Regions from separate parts of the Mus musculus genome. Here region 1 is linked to region 2. A link is a contact called in public HiCAR-type data. All regions are on one chromosome and are shown on one strand. The core of a region is the stretch at or near the end of the contact, and the rest is flanking DNA. Distances in the headings are between cores, read along the strand shown.

What was found. HiCAR-type assays count read pairs that join an accessible place to other places.
Region 1: a HiCAR-type map of fibro-adipogenic progenitors shows a contact between it and region 2, with 3 times the contacts expected there. The contact joins two enhancer-like sites. A contact is called at or near these places in 5 of 39 promoter capture datasets (embryonic stem cells, hippocampal neurons, liver and 1 more) and 1 of 115 datasets of contacts at active chromatin or transcription factors (fibro-adipogenic progenitors).

Annotation. Positions count from the first base shown.
Region 1 is chr9:51,876,456-51,884,360 of GRCm38.p6, forward strand. No RefSeq gene overlaps it. Among named protein-coding and RNA genes, the nearest start is that of Arhgap20os, 4.5 kb to the left of the region's middle. Within about 2 kb of position 5,101, at least 23 of the 459 cell types and tissues checked have an H3K27ac peak or open chromatin away from gene starts, as enhancers often do. A contact at or near this core is called in fibro-adipogenic progenitors, where this site is marked.
Region 2 is chr9:51,512,976-51,520,843 of GRCm38.p6, forward strand. No RefSeq gene overlaps it. Among named protein-coding and RNA genes, the nearest start is that of 1810046K07Rik, 190 kb to the left of the region's middle. Within about 2 kb of position 5,771, at least 20 of the 459 cell types and tissues checked have an H3K27ac peak or open chromatin away from gene starts, as enhancers often do. A contact at or near this core is called in fibro-adipogenic progenitors, where this site is marked.

The DNA of each region.
Region 1 (7,905 bases), core at 3,851-6,350, 360 kb after region 2:
AGAAGGACAGGAGCTGATGGTTAACATGCAAAATATGTTTTTCTAACATAATCTATATTCATAGAAAGTTTATAAGATAGTCGAAATTATGGTTCCCATTTCACAGATGGCAAAGCTGACAGGCAGCTAACACACATATGGGTGGTGGATCTGACCCAGGTCAGTGACCCTAAACACAGATCATCAGTATTGCTTTTATAACCCTAAAGATATAGGAAGGTGTTCACTTAAAACTAGCTCCACAACATCGCTAGAGACCCAGCAGAAAACCCTGTCACTCCATCTCTACCTGAAACTAATGTGCCCTCTTCTGTATGCTTAACCTTCTACCCACACAAAGTTACAGTTTCTAAAATTCACATACCGTGACAACAAATGTATCCATTTAATTAACTTATTTTGGAAATCTCTTTTTAGGAAAACACTACATGAGTGGATATTTTGGTCTTTTCTAGTGCCCTGTTATTTCAATATATATATATATTGAATATGTGTATATATTTACACATATATAAAATACATATTATACATGTATATAATACACATATGTATATATACATATACACATATACATATATATTCTAGTATTTGATACATGTGTCATGTGAAATACTTTTAAGATACAGACTTAAAAATGGGACTTCTCAGTGTTTGGGGTTTTATTATTATTGGTTTGTTTGTTTTGTTTCCTGGTTTTTTTGTTTGTTTGGTTTGGTTTTGATTTTTTTTGAAACAGTGTCTTATGGCTGGCTTTGACAATTCCTCAGTAGCAGAGGCGGTCTTTGAACTCCCGTTCCTGCCGTTTCTCCCTCCTAAGTGTGGGGGGTAAGAGCTGTTTACTCTGGGTTGAGACACCGGAGTGTGATGAGGCATTCTCTACACCTTTGAAATATTTCATAATTAAAACGTCACTTTGAGTTGAAGGGTTATGATTTTTTTTTTGCCTGCCGTTGTCAGTGGCTTAAATTAAGACTTAGAAAGGAGCAAGATCTGTGAAAACAGATGTCCAGATTAAAATAACCTTAACATAAATGTACCATTCCAAAGAAAATCAAATTTACTAGAGATACATTATAGGTTAAAAATGATTTTTTTATGCACACAAGCTACAGAGGCATATTTAGAAATAGTCTTAATATAAAGATGTCAGCTGGAATGAGAAGGCATGGGTTGGAGTGGACAAAACAGAAGCATGAGGCCTGTGTTTACTTTTAATACACAGAACTTGGCTTCAACTGGCCAAAGCTCTATGGTTGTGAGCAACAGAAACTTACTGACTGAAGCACAAAAGGGAATGTTTTAGAAAGCTGATGTCAAAGTGGTCAGGAGGCTGCAGAGCCAGGATGGGCTCCATAAACACCTGGAGGACCAGGCAGCACGGACCAGGGAGAAGTTAGGTGAGAAGTTGGCAGAGGCTGAGCCTCCATGGCTACAGAGACATGGCCAGGGCCACAAGAAGCACTACTGTTCCCATTAGACCCCAAACTGGCTGGGCTGACTAAGCCAAAGCTCCTGGTGCCTTCCTACCTTCAAAAGAGCAAACACGGGTCAAAGTGAACTATGTTTAGGTAGGACAGTATAAAACTGACTTTCACTGAGCAGCATGGCCAGGGCTGGCTGCTCTCCATCCAAACTGAAGAGTGAATTCATACCTTGCAGAGTCCCCTAAAGCTGCTAGTGTTAGTTAAGTGCACTGGCTTGTTTTGTGTGTCAACTTGACACAGGCTGGAGTTATCACAGAGAAAGGAGCTTCAGTTGAGGAAATGCCTCCATGAGATCCATCTGTAAGGCATTTTCTCAATTAGTGATCAAGGGGCCTCCCCCTTGTGGGTAGTACCATGTCTGGGCTGGTAGTCTTGGGTTCTATAAGAAAGCAAGCTGAGCAAGCCAGTAAGAAACACCTCTCCATGGCCTCTGCATCAGCTCCTGCTTCCTGACCTGCTTGCGTTCCAGTCCTGACTTCCTTTGGTGATGAATAGCAATGTGAAAGTGTAAGCTGAATAAACCCTTTCCTCCCCAACTTGCTTCTTGGTCATGATGTTTGTGAAGGAATAGAAACCCTGACTAAGACAGTTAAGGTTTTACTGCTGTGAACAGATACCATGACCAAGGCAACTCTTATAAAGAAAATGTTTAATTCGGACAGGCTTACAGGTTCAGAGGTTCAATCCATTATCATCAAGGCAAGAGCATGCAGTGTACAGGCAGATGTGAGACTGGAAGAGCTGAGATTTCCACCTCTTGTTCCGAAGGCAGCTAGGAGAAGATTGACTTCCAGGCAGCTAGGATGAGGGTCTTAAAGCCAATGCCCACAGTGACACACTTCCTCCACAAAGGTCACACCTACTCCAACAAGGCCGCACCTCCAAATAGTGCCAAGCATATTCAAACCACCACACTGCTCACAAGAAGTTACAAATGGCCCAGGAGGAACTAAGGGACTCTGAGCAACAGTGGATATCTGTCGTAAATGGAGACTGGATTTTAAAGACATGACTCTGATCATATTTGGCCCTGAGTTAACCTTGAATAAGAAAATTTACAAATAATAATGCAATATAAAGACAGGCCTAGTCTGGGTGTCTCTCTCTGAAGACCATTGAGCCACCAGTCCTGGACATTTACTAATTCTGGAAACAATGCTCATGTAATGTTAGGTGTGTGTGTGTGTGTGTGTGTGTGTGTGTGTGCACGCGCGCGCGCGCACGCGTGTGGTGTGTGTGTATGTGGGTGGGTACATGTGTGCATGTGGATATGCATCTGTGGAGATCCTCACCTCATCTTTGAGACAAGAGTCACTCACTGAACCTAGAGTTCCTTGACTGGCTAGGCTGGCTGGACCATGTGTGCCCGGGAATTGCCTGTATCTGCCTCTGCCTGTCTTCCGTGCTAGTGTCATAGATGCAGGTCATTACTGGCTGTTGTCATTACTGGCTGTTTTATCTGTGCTGAATCTGAACTTGGGTCTTTGCTGACACAGCAGTCACTCTGCTTAGTGAGACATCTCCCTGGCTCCTAGTTGAGTTTTCTGTGGCATGCATCTAAGGAATGTGGATCATTTCAAATGATGAAAAGTGCTTCTATTTATCACCAAATACAAAAACACTATGAAAGCCAGCCTCTAGACACCCTATCAGGAAGTACCATGGGGCTGGGGCTGGAACTCAGTGATAGAATGCTTACCCAGAATGTTTGTGACCCTAGGTCGAAAACCAAGAATCACCTACTTCATATAACTGTGTGTGTGTGTGTTCATTTTACACTGAAATATATATGTGTGTGTGTGTACAATGAATATATATATGTATATATGCATATATGCATATATACATACACTGAATATATACAAGTTTTTATGTGTTGGAAAACTATACTGTATGCTATACCACATTAATATTATAATTACTACATTCATTTTAAAATGCAAAGAGAAAGAATGCCAAGCACAAGAGCTCAGGCTTGCAATCCTAGCATATAAGAGTCAAGGCCAGCTACAGAATGAGACCTGTCTCAAAGCCCATTTTTTTGTAAGGAAAAAGAATATTGCTATAATGTGAGAAGGGTTTCTCACTGCTGGGCTATACAAAATAGTTAGCATAAGTATAAATAAATGTTCTTTCCTGAGAGGGGAAGTTGACAGATTAATTAACACTTCTTCTTGTTGTTGTCTTGCTAACAAAGGAAAGGCTAGTTTCTTTCTTCATGGAAAAGAGTTGTCAGAGCCAATACGGCCTGAACTCGTGACCAGCCTCCTTTGCTTCGGGTACCTTCCCAATTCCACACCTTGCTTCTACACAACTGGAAGATTGTGAGCTCAACTGGAAGATGAATAAATGAATGTCTTAAGTAAACATTAACTAAACATTCTCCAGAATTCTAATAAGGATGCCAGACCCAGTTTGAGAGTTCCTACCATGAGAACAAAGCTAACAAGATGGTTCAGTGTGTAAAGCCTGACTTAGGGAGTCCAATCCCTAAGTCATCTTGTAAAAAGAAAGAGGTAACTCCCATGTGTTACCCTCTGATTTCCACACTCACACATGTGCACGCACACACACACATATGCATGGCAGGTGTACATAGCTGCATGTTCTAACACACACATAGATAGATGTTAGATAGGTAGATACATACATACATGCATACATACATAGATGTTAGATAGATAGATACATACATACATACATGTAGAGATGCATAGATACATAGATGCATAAATAGATAGATACATACATAGTTAATACAAGAGCTGAGAGCCACTTTCTCAAGAGTATGCTGAGTCTCTGATCTAAGCTTGGCAGAGAAGTAAAACAATTCCAGGGTTGATGAGGTCCATTAGAACTACATAGATCAAAGGCAGGAAGTCACCACTTCACTCTACCCCTGCTTCAGCTTTTGACCCCATCCACAAGTGGCAAATTTGTATTACACGTTCCTGGTTACCAAGCCAGGAAAAGTGCTGAGAGAGGAGATGCCATTGGTAACGGACACAAACCAATCTCTGCCCTCTGTTGTTCACAGGTTAGTGCAAAGATGAAGTCTATGCAGCACCCCCCAAAGGCAACAGCCTCAAAATTAGGTGCTGAGGTACTGCTGTGGGAGCCGAGATGCTTCTCAATGGTAAACTTTCTCAAATGACAGAACTTGAAGCTATTATCCAATGCTATCCTACGTTCAAATGCCTCAATAAATCGGTGTGAATTAATCAAGTCATTGCTCCTGCGTATGCTTTGTCTTGTGCTAGTGATGACAGCTTCTTGGTTATCTTTTCCTACATTGGGGGTAAACAATGAATATTTGCATCTGAGATGAGCCAGGCTTCATCAAGCAGTATCAGGTTCACCAGTGCCCTTGATCAAACAGCCACTCCTCAGACACTAATTCAAGAGGACTTCACCTGAAGAGTTGGCCCAGGCCCATGGTACTCCCTGGGCTTTCCCCACCCTGCCTACCCACACTTGGCCCTACCTATGTCCCTAAATCATGTACCTCTTTCATGCAGCATGCTTCTTCTCCAGCAGCCTATTTCCCCTCCCCTCTGGAGGGAGAGGTGCTGCATTCTTGTGCAGACAGGAGGCATCCCACAGAGCCAGCACGAGTTGGCTGCCCTTTCCCAGAGCACTGAACATCTTGAAGATATTTGTAATTCTACTCTCGACTGGAGGATATAATTCATTGCCTGCTGAATCACAGCCCACCAGCTGCCAGAGGATTCCAGAGGCCATTTGTGTGATTCTGAAATGTAAAAACAAAAGCGAAAGGGTCGATCCTCATCCTCTTCTCTCCCCTACATGCAAATATGTGTAATCCCAACCAAGCCAAGAGCTCTTGTTCATCATTCCCTGCTTGTCCCTAGCTTCACATTCCTTGATTTTCAAGGAATGGTGATCCAAGTTGTATATGGGACATACAGATTTTGCAGGTACAAATCAGGTACAAACCAACTCCTCCAAGGTTAAGAGTAAAAGATGGTCCTCTGGAAGAGGCTTGTGGGACCTCAGCCAAGGAGAGAGAAGCATCCTTGCTCTCCTAGGCAATTCATCATCCTTCAGTGTGAACGGTGACTGCTAAGAAGGTACACAAGGCTCGGTGGCTTTCTCGGGCTTTGCTTTCCAGCCAAGGTCACAGGGCAGAGCAGCTGGCCAAGGCCTCCTCAGTGACTAAACCTGGGGTCATGAGAAAGCAGGTTCCTCACCAGCAGGAAAGACTAGAATTGGTTTTTACCCTGCCTCTGAGAGGACAGCAGCCACCGACTTGGTCATTGTTGCTTTGGTCTGATTCTTCCTGTGTCTCCTTCACATGAAAGTGGAACAAATATTCATAATCACCTATATTCAACCTCTCAAGAAGCTGAGAATAGAAGCTGCTATTCCTCCGAACCAATGCTAGCTTGTCTCTACTGAGGTAAGGGTAACTGCAAAAAGAACACAAAGAACCTAGATTTGTAACAAATATATATATATATTTATAAATATGCATATGTACACGTATTCTCCCCATGACCATTCTCTCTGCTGTCTACTTGGCGAGTATACGAATGGATTTTCATACTCCTCCCCCCACCTGCTACCCCTATCTTGAGACACATTCATATCTTTTATATGTCTTTGTTCTCTCTAAGCATGAGTGAACACTGTGACATGAAGTCCAGCACTTAAGAAAGTCATGGGCTTCTCCATAAGGGAGTCTCTTCAGTTCTTGCAGATGCCATTACAAATCACATGACGTCCTACTGTGATCATCCACAAACAACCAGCACTGGACGAAATGTCTCGAGAGCTCGGATGGATTAGTTATTGGGCATTTACTAAGTGAGCATTTACTAAGTGCATGACAAAGTAAGTCATGTGGAAGGCTGACTACTAACTTAATTTGCATTCTGTGACTCAGTATTCATCCCAAACACCAAGAGGTAGGACTTACTATTATACATATTTTGCAGATGAATACCATACCAAGCAACATTAAACAAGTCACTCCAGGTGAAAGGCAGAGGCAGGGATCAAATATGAGTTTAACTCTAAGCCTTCAGTCTTAACCCCCAAGCTACAGGGACAAGTAGGAGGACTCTCTTGACTCTGTAGGAAATAGGTTGATAGGCTTAGTATATGCCTTCTACCTAGTTTTGCCACATAGTCCCTTTTCAATCAGTTAAGTGATGCTCTTAACTGAGCCCAAGCAAAAACGCAAGCTGGCAACACAAACTTGTTCAACCCATCTGTCAGGTTCTGTTCATCTCTCAAAGATACCTATGTAAAGTCTCACCATCTGGGGTGTGTGATGGCCACTCATTAGTTTCATGACTTTGCTCAAGTTACTTAACTTCAGTGAGCCTTCATTTTCGCATCTGCAAGTGGGAAGCCATTCTGCCTAGTTCACTGCATGGAGTCGTTGAGAGAATGGAAGATGGCTTATTAAATGAAGGAGGCTCTGCCAGAGTCGTTGGCAGTATTTCTGCACCAAGGCCCCTTAGAAAACATGATCTAATCGGGTGATTCAAGCAGGCTTCCCAAATGCATTACAGATCATTGCTAGGAAATGCTTAGTGCTGTTTGAGTCCAACCAGCCTGAAAGGTTACTCTCTAGGCTCGTGAGTAAACCACTGTTATATCATATTGGGCTGCTGGCCACTTGGTTGGGGGCCAGAACAGCTACAGGCTTGCTCCATTTAGACTTGGTTTGACCACAATCATATTAAATATTAAATCATCCAGTGGCCATAGCAAAGAAGAAAACTATGTCAGGGGTTAGCTATTCTGTCTTTTGTTACTACTCACAACAATCTCCTAAGTGTTTCAGGCACTCATTGTTGAGCCCGGGCTTAAAAGAAGTGGTATCAAAGCCCAAAGGAACTTTGCCTTAATTTCATTGGAAGTTAAAACTAGGCCCTTACACACAGAAACTGTGTGTCTTCGTGCTCTCAGCAAGCAAGAGACTGCAGAGGAAGTACAGGTTTTCTATTCTTGAGAGGGAGGCCGTGGCTTTGGGGCTGGAATTCGGGTTCTTTGTCACTTTCTACCGTTCATGACATTGACACCTGGAGCTTTCTCCTCGCTTCTCTTTCATTAGACAACAATGGACCACAAAATTAAACTTAATGTCACCAGCAGAGGGACAACTGGCATCGTGAGAGAAGGGCATCTCTCACATATATTCTTATCCCACTAAAAGATGTCACCGTGATCTCAGAATGGGGAAGCAACCAGAAGCTTCTAGAATATGAGGCATGCCAAGACAACTGATTGGGACCCTTTGATTTCGCCCATACTATTTTTTATAAGAACCCAGGAGACCGAAAAGACCTGAGTGAGTATAACAGTTGGATTCTAGACCTCTATTAGATTTTTCATGGAGAATTCACAATCTATTAATATGAAGTACAGGTAAGATGATATTGATGAAGGA
Region 2 (7,868 bases), core at 4,521-7,020:
ATGAAAAAGGAGACATAACAGAACCTGAGGAAATCCAAAACATCATCAGATCCTACTACAAAAGGCTATACTCAACAAAACTGGAAAACCTGGATGAAATGGACAACTTCCTAGACAGATACCATGTACCAAAGTTAAATCAGGATCAGATTAATGATCTTAACAGTCCCATTTCCCCTAAAGAAATAGAAGCAGTCATTAATAGTCTCCCAACCAAAAGAAGCCCAGGACCAGATGGGTTTAGTGCAGAGTTCTATCAGACCTTCAAAGAAGTCCTAATTCCAACTCTCCTCAAAATATTCCCCAAAATAGAAACAGAAGGTACTCTACCCAATTCATTCTATGAAGCCACAATTACTCTGATACATAAACAACACGAAGATCCAACAAAGAAAGAGAACTTCAGACCAATTTCCTTTATGAGTATCAATGCAAAAGTACTCAATAAAATCCTTGCAACCGAATCCAAGTACACATCAAAACAATCACCCATCATGACCAAATAGGTTTCATCCCAGGGATGCAGGGACAGTTTAATATATGGAAATCCATCAACGTAATCCACTATATAAACAAACTCAAAGACAAAAATCACATGATCATCTCATTAGATGCTCAGAAAGCATTTGACAAAATCCAACACCCCTTCATGATAAAAGTCATGGAAAGATCAGGAATTCAAGGCCTATACCTAATCATAATAAAAGCAATATACAGCAAACCAGTAGCCATCATCAAAGTAAATGGAGAGAAACTCAAAGCAATCCCACTAAAATCAAGGACTATACAAGGCTGCCCACTTTCTCCCTACCTATTCAATATAGTACTTGAAGTCCTAGCCAGAGCAATTAGACAACAAAAGGAGATCAAGAGGACACAAATTGGAAAGGCAGAAGTCAAAATATCACTATTTGCAGATGATATGATAGTATATATGTTACCCCAACAATTCCACCAGAGAACTCCTAAACCTGATAAACAGCTTCAGTGAAGTAGCTGGATATAAAATTAAGTCAAACTTTATATGTCCCAGTATAGGGAAACGCCAGGGCCAAAAAGTGGGAGTGGGTGGGTAGGGGTGTGGGGGGGAGGATATGGGGGACTTTTGGTATAGCATTGGAAATGTAAATGAGGAAAATACCTAATAAAAAATTAAAAAAAAAATAAAATTAACTCAAACAAATCAGTGTCCTTTCTCTACACAAAGGATAAACAGGCTGAGAAAGAAATTTGCAAAACAACACCCTTCACAATAGTCACAAAAAATATAAAATACCTTGGTGTGACTCTAACTAAAGACGTGAAAGATCTGTATGACAATAACTTCAAGTCTCTGTAGAAAGAAATTGAAGAAGATCTCAGAAGATAGAAAGATCTCCCATTCTCATGGATTGGCAGGATTAATATAGTCAAAATGGCTATCCTGCTGAAAGCAATCTACAGATTCAATGCAATCCCCATCAAACTTCCAACTCAATTCTTCACTGAGTTAGAAAGGGCAATTTGCAAATTCATTTGGAACAACAAAGAACCTAGGATAGCAAAAACTATTCTCAACAATAAAAGAACCTTTTGGGGAATCACCATGCCTGACCTCAAGCTGTACTACAGAGTGATTGTGATAAAAACTGCATGGTTATGGTATAGCGACAGACAGGTAGATCAATGGAATAGAATTGAAGACCCAGAAATGAACCCACACACCCATGGTCACTTCATCTTTGACAAGGGAGCTAAAACCATCCAGTGGAAAAAAATGATAGCATTTTCAATAAATGGTGCTGGCATAACTGGTGGTTATCATGTAGAAGAATGCAAATTAATCCATTCTTATCTCCTTGTACAAAGTTCAAGTTTAAGTGGATCAAACACCTCCACAGAAAACCAGAGACACTGAAATTTATAGAGGAGAAAGTGGGGAAAAGCCTCAAAGATATGGGCACAGGGGAAAAATTCCTGAACAGAACAGCAATGGCTTGTGCTGTAAGATTAATAATCAACAAATGGGACCTCATAAAATTACAGAGCTTCTGTAAGGCAAAAGATAGTGTCAATAAGACAAAAAGGCCAGAAAAAGATTGGGAAAGGATTTTTACCAATCCTAAATCTGATAGGAGACTAATATCCAATATATACAAAGAGCTCAAGAAGCTGACTCCAGAAATTCAAATAACCCCATTAAAAATGGGCTACAGTGCTAAACAAAGAATTCTGAACTGAGGAATACCAAAGGGCTGAGAAGCACTTGAAAAAATGTTCAACATCCTTAATCATCAGGGAAATGCAAATCAAAACAACCCTGAGATTCCACCTCACACCAGTCAGAATGGCTAAGATCAAAAATTCAGGTGACAGCAGATGCTGGCGAGGATGTGGAGAAAGAGGTACACTCCTCCATTGCTGGTGGGATTGCAAGCTTGTACAACCACTCCCTGGGCCAAGTGTATTCAAACCACTACAAACAGCAATGTGAAAGTGTCAACTGAAAAAACTCTTCCCCAACTTACTTTTTGGCTATGATGTTTTGTTGCAGCAATAAAAAACTCTAAGACATTTTCCTCATCTAAATGCATTTGCATCACAATAGAAAGGATAGTCAGAAAATCAACTTAGCAAAAGTGTTTGTAAGCCTGCAGTCAGTACAAAATATATGACTACCCAAAGCTTGGAGAGGAATTATGTCCAGCTTGGCATATTTCCACAAAGAATTATTTCTTACCTCAGGAAAAATATACTAGATCTAAAATCAAATGTCTTCTGCCCTGGTTAATTTTTTTATCAGCTTGATGTAAACTCAAGCTATCTGCAAAGAAGAACCTCAATGTCTCAGTCAAATTCTCCATGGGCAAATCTGTAGGGCATTTTCTTAATTAGTGAATGATGTTAGAGGGCCCAGTCCACTGTCGGTGGTACCATCTATAGACAGATGGTTTGGGGGTATATGAGAAATTAGAATGAGCAAGCAATGGGGAGCAAGCCAGTGATCATCATTCCTTAATGGCCCCTTCTTCACTCCCTGCTTCTAAGTTCCTGTCTTGAGTTCTTGCCTTGACTTCCCTCTTCAATGAATTATAAACTGAAACTCTAGCCTGAGGTTGTTTCTTACCATGATATTTTATCAGCACAATAGAAACCTAACTAAGGCAACATCCCAGGTGCCATGATAGTTAATTTTAGGCTTTATTTTACCTGTATTTGAGGAACAACTACAAAACTATCAACACATAGCTTTAGATGTTTCTGTGAGTGTTTTTCTATATTGGAATGTGGGCCTGTAAAATGGCTAGGGAAAGTCCATCCCTAGTAGAGGTGAGTACTGTCTGAGAAGCCCCATTGGAAAAGAAAGCAGAAGAAAATGAAAATGCTGTGTGACTCTTCCCCCTTGTAGAATACTTTCTACTTTCTACTTGGTGCTGAAGGATTTAAACTACATAAATATTTACATAAGATTTCTGCTTTTTCAGTGCAAAACCATTGTGATTTTTTAATGTGAACTGTCACTAATAAGTTCATGTGCATGAATGTTTTGTCCCCAGCCAATGGTTTTAGGAAGAATGTGGACCCTTAGAAGGTGGAGCCTTGCTAGAGTAAGTGAGTTAGTGGATGCAGATCTTGAAGTTTGAGAGCCACTCTGATATACCTTCTGCTTCCTGGGAAATGTGACTTGCCACCATGTCTTCCCACCACACCCTCTTAAATTGTGAGCCAAATAAAGCCTTCTTCCCTTAGATTGCTTATTGTCAGATTATGTAGTCAACCCAATGGAAAAATATGTGATATAACACTATACATATCATGGGGCTGGGAGTTAGGAAGGATTCTCATTAAAGGAAATTACAGCATAAGTGGGGAGCTTATATATACATGCTTGAGGCATGTGCAATTCTTCCATGACTCAACATGGTTAGCAACAGTGAATGGTATCGAATTATCCTGTTGAAGAGCCATGAATAAGGTGACTAAGGTGATTCCAGCATATACACTGCCATTTTCAAAAGTCACACCCTCTATAGCCTCATTAACTCTCTTTTGGGGGGTAGTTAGGTTGAATACAATCTTTTTATGCAGAGGGTAGATATTTGTTGAAAGTGAAGGCCAATTTGAAAATGCTTGGTGTCTGTTCAAAGAATGAGACATTCGTATCAGAGAAACTTTGAAATGCTAGTCAGAAAATAGCAACTGTCAGCTGCCTATTCCAAGACAAAACCATCATTGTACCCATCATCTGGAGATGACCTCAGAGGAGATGTAGCTGATGCTCCTTGGTGTCCTGCATATATCCCATTGAATCTTGGCACTGATTCCCAGTATTTACCATCTGCCTCTTGTTCCCTGAGTGTACTTTTTGATTTGCTTTCATCATGGCTGCCTAGAAAAACTGAGATTTGCTACTTCTGAGAATCACCAGCTGATAACTTGTGAGAAGCGGCTTGCATTTCCCTACTCTCTTGTCCCTCTGTTGGTTCATACACTAGCTTCTCTCAGAATTCTCTAGAAGGATTAAACTTTAGTTGACTATGGTGGTGACTTACTTCATGACACATTCTTGGTTGGTTTTCATCTCTTCCTAGCCTACTTCTCTGTTTCCCTGTTAATGTTCCTGGGTCCAACTCCTAAATAATTTAATTAGATTTGAATCTTCATTACAAGGTCTACTTTTGAAGAAACCAGATTAAAACAAAGGTCATTAGCTGTTCTCATTACAGGTTTTCTCACTTTGGTCAAACCAGCAGCTTAGATAATCTAAAGTTCCGTTGTTATAAACCAGTGTTGAAAATCTAAACACCCACAGAAAGGAGGCAAGTTACATAAATGGGAGAAGTGAGCTGGATGGAGATGCTAACCAGATGGTACAGAGCCTGTCTCAAAAAGCCAGCTGCTCTGCAGCCCCGGCCAATTGTTGCCATGTGGAAAAGTAGGCCCAACTGTGGCCACATCAAAATTGTCATAAGAAGCCAGAAATCCATATTTTCATGTAGAATCTCTTAATACATAAATATTAGCCACAAATTCAAATGCTTTTCTAACATGGAGCTAGCCAAATAAAACACATCTGTGAACCACACATGGTCTAGGGGCCACTAATACAACATGATTATAGACATGGGCTGCCCTTAGCTACAAAATCTTAGATATACAAAAGCAATAGGAATCCCATTTTAATGCCTGTCAGGGCCATTGTCACATCCAGGTTCTAGCCTTAGCTCATCTACAGATAGTTGTATCCAACACTGCACACGTATGAGAGAGAGAGAGAGAGAGGGAGAGAGAGAGAGAGAGAGAGGGAGAGGGAGAGGGAGAGGGAGAGGGAGAGGGAGAGGGAGAGGGAGAGAGAGAGAGAGAGAGAGAGAGAGAGAGAGAGAGAGAGAGAGAGAGAAACCAAGTGGAAAGAAGAGCTAATCATGGACTTGGCATTAGTATTTGGATCTGGCTTAATAGAGGATTCTGAGTGCCAATTGGAAGGAAAACCACTACCCAAATGCATGACGATGTGCGCTATCACAGGGAGTTTAAATGGGGTGGAAATGTTGTGAGTTTAATAAAATAGAACCACTGTGATATCCACATATATATGGGTTTCACTGAGAGTTCTTCCAAGGGTGCTGTGATGTCAGATATGTTTGGCACATCTGATTCTCTTAGCACCCACATTTGCACTGTTTCTAAGATAGAGGTGATTGGAAACACATGTGTTAACAGTAACCACATAGTAAGTGGAATGGGGAAAGTGTGTCGGCCTCGTTTTGACTTTCATGGTCCTAATCCAACCCTTCTCTAATGTGTGTGAGGAGAGGAGCTGAGAGTTACATAATTCTTCTGTTCCTCATTGCTCCTCCCTGTCCTTTGCCCTCTTTTTTTTTAAAATTTCTCTTCCTTTTCATCTTTCCTATTTTTGCTCCTTCTCTTCTTCCTCCTTCCTGTACTCTTGGAAATAATTGGAGCTTTTAGTCTTCCTTCCATTTGACATGCAAGAGCCAAAGTGAAAATATAATAAGAATTGAGCCTGTGGAATCCCAGCTCCCCATAAGAAAAATCAGTGTTGTTTTTAGTATTATGTGCTGAGCACACTCCCTTCTGTAGTGTAAGTAAGGGTTGGAGACCTGATATGTAGCATGCTTGGAAATTATAATAGATAAATAAGAATGTATTACATACTTGAGTGTTGTTAAGTGAATAAACCTCACATGTTCTGGCCACCTACATTCACAGTAGTGCTAACTGAGACACTGGTCTGTGTGAATTTGCTTCAGTAATGGTAGCCATTTCACAATGTACAATTGGATCAAAATTTCACCTTGCATGTGTGTATAATTTAACTGCACAGCTGGCAAATGAAAGCTAATTTTACAACATTGGCTTAAAGGAAAAGCAACTTTGGGGAAGAAAGGGCTGTTATCAAAATTACTAAGCATGCCTTTCCTTCAGATGTGTCAAAGCCATAAAGGGTACAGAGTGGCTTAAGAACTCTCTTTTAGGCCAGAGGGCGGCACTGGGAGACAATTAAATCCAACATGGGGTCCTGGGCTGGATCCTGAAACCAGAAAGTGACTTAATAAAGACTAGCTTGCTGGGCCAGGCAGTGGTGGCACATGCCTTTAATCCCAGCACTTGGGAGGCAGAGGCAGGCAGATTTCTGAGTTTGAGGCCAGCCTTGTCTACAGAGTGAGTTCTAGGACAGCCAGGGCTACACAGAGAAACCCTGTCTCAATAAACAAAACAAACACAAACAAACAAAAGACTAGCTTTCTAAGTGTATTGGTGAGTTTACTTAGATTTCACTATATTATAAAATTTTGATGTAAGATGAATGTAACATTTTACATGAAAAATTATATACGTCCTTTCGTCACAGCTCCAAACTTTGTCTCTGTAACTCCTTCCATGGGTGTTTTGTTCCCAATTCTAAGAAGGGGCAAAGTGTCCCATAATCAGCTTCCAAACACTGACACCATTGCATACACTACCAAGATTTTGCTGAAAGGACCCAGATAGAGCTGTCTCTTGTGAGACTACGCCAGGGCCTAGCAAACACAGAAGTGGATGCTCACATTCAGCTATTGGATGGATCACAGGGCTCCCAATGGAGGAGCTAGAGAAAGTACCCAAGGAGCTAAAGGGATCTGCAACCCTATAGGTAGAACAACATTATAAACTAACCAGTACCCAGGAGCTCTTGACTCTAGCTGCATATGTATCAAAAGATGGCCTAGTCAGCCATCACTGGAAAGAGAGGCCCATTGGACTTGCAAACTTTATATGCCCCAGTACAGGGGAACGCAAGGGCCAAAAAGTGGGAGTGGGTGGGTAGGGGAGTGGGGGGGAGGGTATGGGGGACTTTTGGGATAGCATTGGAAATGTAAATGAGGAAAACACCTAATAAAATATTTTAAAAAGAAAAATTATATACAAAGAGGTATATAAATAGCATGACTTAGCAGTATTTATGAGTACCCTGACATTTTTTATTATTTGATAATTTTATTCATGCTCACAGTGTATTTCTGATCTCCAGGGATAGAGAATTATTTTCCTTCTGTTTCATTCATGGAGCTGCTAACTTGGTATTTTCAGCAAGGAAAAACTCAAGAGAGACTTTGTCTCAAACATGGTTGTACTGGCTGGTTTTGTGTCAACTTGACACAAGCTGGGGTTATCACAGAGAAAGGAGCATCCCTTGAGGAAATGCCTCCATGAGATCCAACTGTAAGGCATTTTCTCAATTAGTAATCAAGGCGGGGAGGACCCCTTGTGGGTGGTGCCATCCCTGGACTGGTAGTCCTGGGTTCTATAAGAAAGCAAGATGAGCAAGCCAGGGGAAGCAAGCCAGTAAGTAACATCCCTCCATGGCCTCTGAATCAGCTCCTACT